Regions from separate parts of the Mus musculus genome. Here region 1 is linked to region 2. Evidence: chromatin contacts called from public HiChIP or PLAC-seq data. All regions are on one chromosome and are shown on one strand. The core of a region is the stretch at or near the end of the contact, and the rest is flanking DNA. Distances in the headings are between cores, read along the strand shown.

Region 1 (3,524 bases), core at 603-3,102, 130 kb before region 2:
AGGATGGATACTTTGTGTGCTTCTCTGGGCTATTGAAGAGATGTGCTATGGTCACTGAAAGTCAACAATGGTTTTAGCAAATATTAGCCCATAGGACAGGTGATTTCCCAAGGACAAGAGATGTCTCCGGTGAGCCGCACTTTGTCCCGGAGGAGAGAGAGAACGTTCTACAGGATGGAAGGTGGTGAAAGGTGAGACAAAGACAGCACAGAAAAATGTCACATGCTCCCATAATAAACACCAAATTCACAGGTGAAAGGAAAGTGGAAAGTCTCCAGCTGCTGTGGAGGAGACTGACCGACTATGGAATCAGGGCTCACACACCAGCCCAGAGCAACTGGCCCAGAGGGGTCCTAGACTCCAGTATTCAGGGACATGGATAGACACACAGAGCTCTAACTTCAAAGGAGCATAAACTAATGGAGTGTGCTCTCTCAGGAAGCTGAGGAGCCAGCTAGAGCTGAGCTGTGCATGAAGGCCAGAAAGAGCCTAGCAAGCCTATTCTAAGGCCTTGACTCTTAAAGCCAAGATCAGAACACATCCAGCCCATCTGGCTGTTGTTCACAGAGCACCTTCCCGCAGGGGGTAGGGGGATGTAGAGGTAACTTTGAGAATCTCATCCAGTGCTTCAGTGTTTGTGAGCCTGGGATTCCTAACGTTGATGAAAATCCATTTCTCCCAATCCTGACTCATCTGACGATGCTGCTACCACTGGATTACTCCCCTGCTGTGGCTCAAGTAAAAATTAGCAGCAACCACACTTGGGATTCCCAGTAACTGAACACTTGGGATTCCCAGTAACTTGGCAGTTGGTCATCGTGAAGACAAACTCTTAGGAATTACAGGGAGAGATCTCTTGGTGCCAAGCATGGACGTGTCCTCATGCTCTTGACAGCAGTAGCAAAGGCAGGAGCCAATCTTGTCACACTGGGGAATGTGACCTGAGAGTGGTGATAATGGCTTCGGTGACTCCCAGGCTAGTCCAAAGTCACCAAGTGCGGTGACAGGCTACACTATGACCAACGGTGATGTGCCAAGTGGCTGACACTTACATAGTGGGCCTTAGCATCACCCGCAGATCTGTATATCGTGGGACGTGCAGTGGTTGTGTTCACTGTGGTAGGTTTCCATCAGTGACAGGAGATTGCCTTGGGAAAGGAGTGTCTTTTTCCATAGCTAGAATGACCACTCTGTGGGCTAACAGCAACCCTATGGGGCTTTCGGCTTCAAATTACAGGCAGGACACAGGACCAAAGCTACTATCCCTTTGTGAAGTTCAGCCCTTCCCCCATGCTCCCCAGACTTCATTTTACAAAAAGAGAAAGGCTAAGGATCTCTCTAAAAAGCATGTGTTGTGTGGTAGCTGTGAGCAGATGAGCATCACTTAATCTGGACATTTATGGCTTGGGCTCCAGGCTCAGCTGGAAAACAAAAACAAAACTAAAACTGCAAACGATGAGATCCAACAAGCCATTATCGGTCCCAGCAGAGAGAGGCTGTGGGTCTGTTGGTACAACAGGCAAACGTTCCTCCCCAAGGTATAAGAATTATGACCAGGCTCCCTGAAAGAGCTACAAAAATCAGGAGAAAAGAGAGGTGACTGGTTCTGACAGCTAACCAAAGCAGTTGTACACTAGTGCAGCCTCCCTGAGAACGCTCAACCATTCCAACTGGCTCCTGAATCCAAAACCCCGCTGCTAAAAGACTCCCAGTTAGCAGACCCAATATCTAAGCGTGGGGCCCAGCGGGAGCAAAAACTTACAAGAGGCCACATTAATCACCTCCCAGGAGATGAGTCACTGCGCATCCCAGCCAATGAGGGATCCCGGCTGTGAGCAAACACGATCTGATTGGCTAAGGGCAGAATACAGTTCTCTAGGTAAACAAACTGAAACTCTGAACTGTGAGTGCTGGACTTGAAGGAGTTCGTGCCTCAGGGAGGTGTGTTTGGAGCCTCAGTCCCGAACCAAGAACCACGTTCTTCAGCTGTTCCCAGGATGCTGGTTAAAGCACCCGGGAGACAAAGTGAGTAGGGACATACAGCTGGAGCCTTAAAATGTGTCCCCGCAGACTTAGCAAAGCTGCATCCGTGCTTTGTCTTCCTTGAACAAAGCACCCAGTCTTTCCCTCCTCAACTCACCCTCAGTATCAGGTTCTCTCCAGAAAAAGTCTGTCTGTACCTCCCACTAACGCCACATCAAAGGGTTTGTTCCTTGATACTCTGAGGGTGGGCAGCATCTGCCAAGCCCTTGCTGTTTGCAGCCTGTGTTTGCAAAGCCAAACAAAACAAAATATGCTCGGCGGGACCTGTTGCTCTCAGCCTCGCCTTGAAGGGAGGGAGAGGGAATGCCACCAACCAAACACAGAACTCTAATTTAGAAACCCAAAGGGGGAAGTGAGAAAAGTCTCTCGTGCACAGTACCTTGGATGGATTTCTTTTGAAATCTGTCTGTTGGTCAAGCATCTCTAGAGGAAGGGCATGCCTGTCTCACTTGCCTATTTGGATGTGCTCTGGACATCTCATTTTCCAAACCCACAGGCTGATGTGACGGAGGCAATTCCTCATCTGAGGTTCCCTTTTCTAGGTGACTCTAGTTTGTGTCAAGCTGAAAAAAAACTGACCAGCGCACCCAACTATGGGGGAGAGAATCTCAACGGTTTGTCTTTAAAAGGACAAATGTCAGCTATCTCAAGCCCTGGGAAAGAGGAAATCCCCCTTCTGCACAAAGCACGGGCCTCTTGGCGCTCAGTCTGGAGCTTAAGTCTGCCCTTGTTAGCAACCGTGGCCACGTGCCAGGCAACTACCCAGCGGGCCTTGCGCCGCTGAGTCACTGGAAGCACAAGGGCAAAAAAATGGCTTTTGGGATGTCTTTTGTTTACAAGTTGGAAGTTGTGTGCTTAAGAGTTGAGGCCGTATGTGTTCACTGATAAGTGGATATTAGCCCCAAACCTAGGATACCCAAGATATAAGATATAATTTGCTAAACACATGAAACTCAAGGAGAATGAAGACTGAAGTGTGGACACTATGCCCCTCCTTAGATTTGGGAACAAAACACCCATGGAAGGAGTTACAGAGACGGAGTTTGGAGCTGAGATGAAAGGATGGACCATGTAGAGACTGCCATAGCCAGGGATCCACCCCATAATCAGCATCCAAACGCTGACACCATTGCATACACTAGCAAGATTTTATTGAAAGGACGCAGATGTAGCTGTCTCTTGTGAGACTATGCCGGGGCCCAGCAAACACAGAAGTGGATGCTCACAGTCAGCTAATGGATGGATCATAGGGCTCCCAATGGAGGAGCTAGAGAAAGTAGCCAAGGAGCTAAAGGGATCTGCAACCCTATAGGTGGAACAACATTATGAACTAACCAGTACCCCGGAGCTCTTGACTCTAGCTGCATATATATCAAAAGATGGCCTAGTCGGCCATCACTGGAAAGAGAGGCCCATTGGACTTGCAAACTTTATATGCCCCAGTACAGGGGAATACCAGGGCCAAAAAGGGGGAGTGGGTG
Region 2 (3,461 bases), core at 854-3,353:
CACTGTGTAGCCCTGGCTAGCCTCAAACTCTCCAGCCTCCTGAGTACTGGGTTCGTTTCACATGTCATCTGGGCTGGACAACAACACTCAACTGGTCCAACATCTGATTAGATGCTTTTGTGGTGCTGTTTGGATGAGACTGGCATCCTCTGCAGAAAGCAGGTTGAAGGACTGACTAGAACTGGGACACACTTGAACTGCAGCATGGGCTCCTCCCTGGGTCTCTGTCCTGATAGTCCCCTGCAGTTTGGACCTGTTAAAACTCATAATTACCTCGAAAAAACAAAACAAAACAAAGAAACCCTCATAATTGCAAGATTTGTTTCCTTAAGAATCATTCTCCCTGGCTCGGCAGTTAAGAGGACACGATGCTCTTCCTGGAGACCCAAGTTCAGTTCTCAGTCCCCACACCAGATAACTTAAAACTGCTTCAGTAACTCTAGCTCCAGGGACCCTGGCACCTTCCCCCCCCCCCCCACCACCACCACCACAGCACTCATGAGCACATATCACGCCGAGACATAATTAAAAAGAACTTTGAAAAGCTCTCCCTCTCACCTATGCCCGCACCCATACTTCCTCTTATGTATCCTCTGTAGAACCCTGACGACTACAGCCCCTGTAAGCAGCACTCACTTGCTGTTGTATCTAGAATGCTTCTGGATGACGTCAGCCGTACACCCTACACAAAACCTTGCTAAGTCTGTCTTGTTTCTGACTTCAGTGTGGCTCTCAAGTAGCTTTCTTTGGTGAGACCCCGTGGCTTCACCCACGCCAGGCAAGTTCCCTATCACTGAGTCACATCTCAGCCCTCAAGCAGCGTTGGAGGTGACATGGTGGTCAGGGCTTTCCCAGTAGGAACAACAGGGACACAGCTTCTCTAACCACTCTTCCAATGGCTAGGCATACTGACTCGTGGACACGCCTGTATTTATACTAAGGGGAATATATTCCTGTCATGTTCACATGCTTCGAATGGCAAATTATCAAATTATAAGGCAAGTCTAACCGACAGAAGTGATTAAAACACAGAGGTGCCCTGAGAGATGGCTCACTGCAAAAGTGACAAACAGAGGCCACTGGTGGCCAGGGTAGGAGCCAGGCCCACCACACTTGAAAACCTAGATTTTTCTGCCCACCCAAAGGACTGGAAGACATAGACACATGCCCCACCATGTTTCTCCATCCCTAGGTATCTGTCTGTTCTCATCTTTGGCTTCTTTCCAGCGAAACCGCCACCTTCCCAGTCTCTCCCTCCTATCTCGTCAGACAGATCTCATCATTAAAATCTCACACCATGCACCATTTTGTTGCTACAGTTGTTGTTTCAGATCTCATACTGTAACTCCGGCTGGTCTACAACTCACTGTGTAGCTATGTTGTCCTCAAACTCAAGGCAATTCTCCTGCCTCGGCCTCCTGAGTTGTTGGAAGCTGGGAAATGCTGGAAGCAGAGGGCAGGCACATCCTCTAGGCTGTGAGTGCCTATGGCCTGAGAACTCACAAAACAGGTCTTCAACGTGTCCTCAGCCTATCCTCTCGACGCCTCCAGAGAAGATTATTATTCCTCATCATGAGGCAGAAACTAAAACAAGGGTTAGGCTTGAGGCTTGTTAGTGAGACCTCGGCCCTAGAACTGGCCCTTCGAGTGAGCATTACAGACCTGAGATGCCACTCAAGGGCATATGGACTGAAGGCTTGGTCTCCAACATCAGGAGCTAGAATGGGATCTTTAGAAGGTAGAACCCAGTGGGAGGGAGTTAGGTCTTTCAGGATGGACCCTTAAGGATGATATTGGGAGCACAACCAATATCTTCTTCCTCTCTCTTTGCTTTTTGACTATTACAACGTGAACACCCTTGCTCTAATGCACCACTACAGACCCCAAACAGCAGGACCATATAAGAAACCTACAAAAACATGAGCCAACATAAATGTTTCCTTACGTCGATTATTCCAGGTGTTATTCCACAATGATGGAGAGCTGACTAACAAAGGCATCCACAGCCGAGCTCTCCGGCAGCCCCTCCTGGAGATGCACAGGTGCATGCAGGCATGAATACAAACGCACAACTTCCCCAAGGCTCCAGGCCTCAGCTGCTGCCCCCGCCCTCTCCCGGAATGTGAACGAGGAAAGCAGTCTTGCCACACCAAGAGAGCATCACAAGTCTCTGCCCTCACTGAGAGCAAAAGTTAATTAAGCCTTCACAACTACAAAGGAAAAAAAAATGCCACAGAGCAACGAGAATATGTGTGCAAGATGGGAAGAACGGGACAGAATGCAAATAGGATTATGTCTGCTTAGATGGAAAGATGCCCCCAAAATCTGGGAAGATAGTTGCCGTTGTGGAGAGAGCCTGCCAGAAGGGAAGGGAGGAGACATTCCAGAATGCTCCCTTCTGGGCCTCTTGTAAACAGTTGAAGAAGTAAACATGGGTGCTTTGGCATACAGCTCAATGGTGGGCATTTGCCTAGCTGGCCCTGGGTTCTGTCCTCAGTTTTAGAGAAAGACAGAATCGTAAATATAAAATGTACTCTAGTGCTTGATGCTACAAGCAGCAGACTACTTAAGACACCCCTCAGCTGAGGTCTAAAGTGAGCAGACACTTTTGTGTGCATGTACGTGTTGCTGGTAATTAAACACAGGGCCTCATGAATGCCAGACAAGTGCTCCATCCCTAAGCTACATCAAGAGGGGACTTTTTCAAGGGATTCACAAAATAAAGGCCTGGTGGCTAGGGGTTGACTCTGGGAGCTGCCAAATCGTAGACTTCATATTCAGGATCCCAGAACTCCTTGAGATGGTTAGCTTTTTGCTCCTTTTTCTCCCTTTACCAAGAGGTCCAGCTGACTGCTACGCTCCTGTCTGGTCACATCCGTGGCCACCAACCTGAATCACAGTTCTGTCAGTCTGTGATAAGATTGTCTTTGGGCCAGTACCCAGTCCTGTAAAAGCAGCCAGCTGTGGGTCAGGGTAGGAATAAGGAGGCTTTAGAGACAGTTGCCTGCGAAGCTTCTCTCAAAAGAGATTGTAGACACAGAGATTACACAGTACACAAACAGCCCCAGGATACCATGGATTCGGGGCTCTGCATTCATCTCTCCCAGCTGGCCTGGCCTCACCTGACCTGGAGCACTGCATCTCCTGCATATGTTCTATGAACAGAGGTGAGGGTATGATGGGCTGTGACCTTTGTTCTAAAGAGGAAAGTTCACAGAGAGAAACACCTGACTGCAGAGGGTCCTTGTCCCTCTCCTCATCCCTGCTCTGGCCCCTTTGCCAGAACTCTAGCAGTGATGAAAATATTAGAAGTTCAGGGAAGTCCACACCCACAAAACCAGAGACAGATAAATCACAGTTGACACATGGGATTTCAAATCAGAAGTCTTGGGTTTCCTACCCATGCCTCTTAGTAGCAATATGACTTTAGGCAAGACGTTGAACTTCATAGAAAGTCAGGT

The links. HiChIP or PLAC-seq counts read pairs in DNA pulled down with a chosen protein or histone mark.
Region 1: an H3K27ac HiChIP or PLAC-seq map of embryonic stem cells shows a contact between it and region 2, with 9 read pairs. The contact joins two enhancer-like sites. A contact is called at or near these places in 6 of 484 Hi-C or Micro-C datasets (the N1E-115 cell line, bone marrow-derived macrophages, embryonic fibroblasts and 3 more), 14 of 115 datasets of contacts at active chromatin or transcription factors (embryonic basal ganglia, embryonic hindbrain, embryonic stem cells and 7 more) and 2 of 9 other capture datasets (adipose tissue and liver).

What each region holds. Positions count from the first base shown.
Region 1 is chr6:125,571,714-125,575,237 of GRCm38.p6, reverse strand. The region is part of intron 6 of Vwf (Von Willebrand factor); the gene reads right to left. Among named protein-coding and RNA genes, the nearest start is that of Vwf, 21 kb to the right of the region's middle. Within about 2 kb of position 1,852, at least 343 of the 459 cell types and tissues checked have an H3K27ac peak or open chromatin away from gene starts, as enhancers often do. A contact at or near this core is called in embryonic stem cells and extraembryonic endoderm stem cells, where this site is marked.
Region 2 is chr6:125,441,428-125,444,888 of GRCm38.p6, reverse strand. The region is part of intron 4 of Gm32673 (a long non-coding RNA gene); the gene reads right to left. Among named protein-coding and RNA genes, the nearest start is that of Gm32673, 12 kb to the right of the region's middle. Within about 2 kb of position 2,103, at least 7 of the 459 cell types and tissues checked have an H3K27ac peak or open chromatin away from gene starts, as enhancers often do. A contact at or near this core is called in embryonic stem cells and extraembryonic endoderm stem cells, where this site is marked.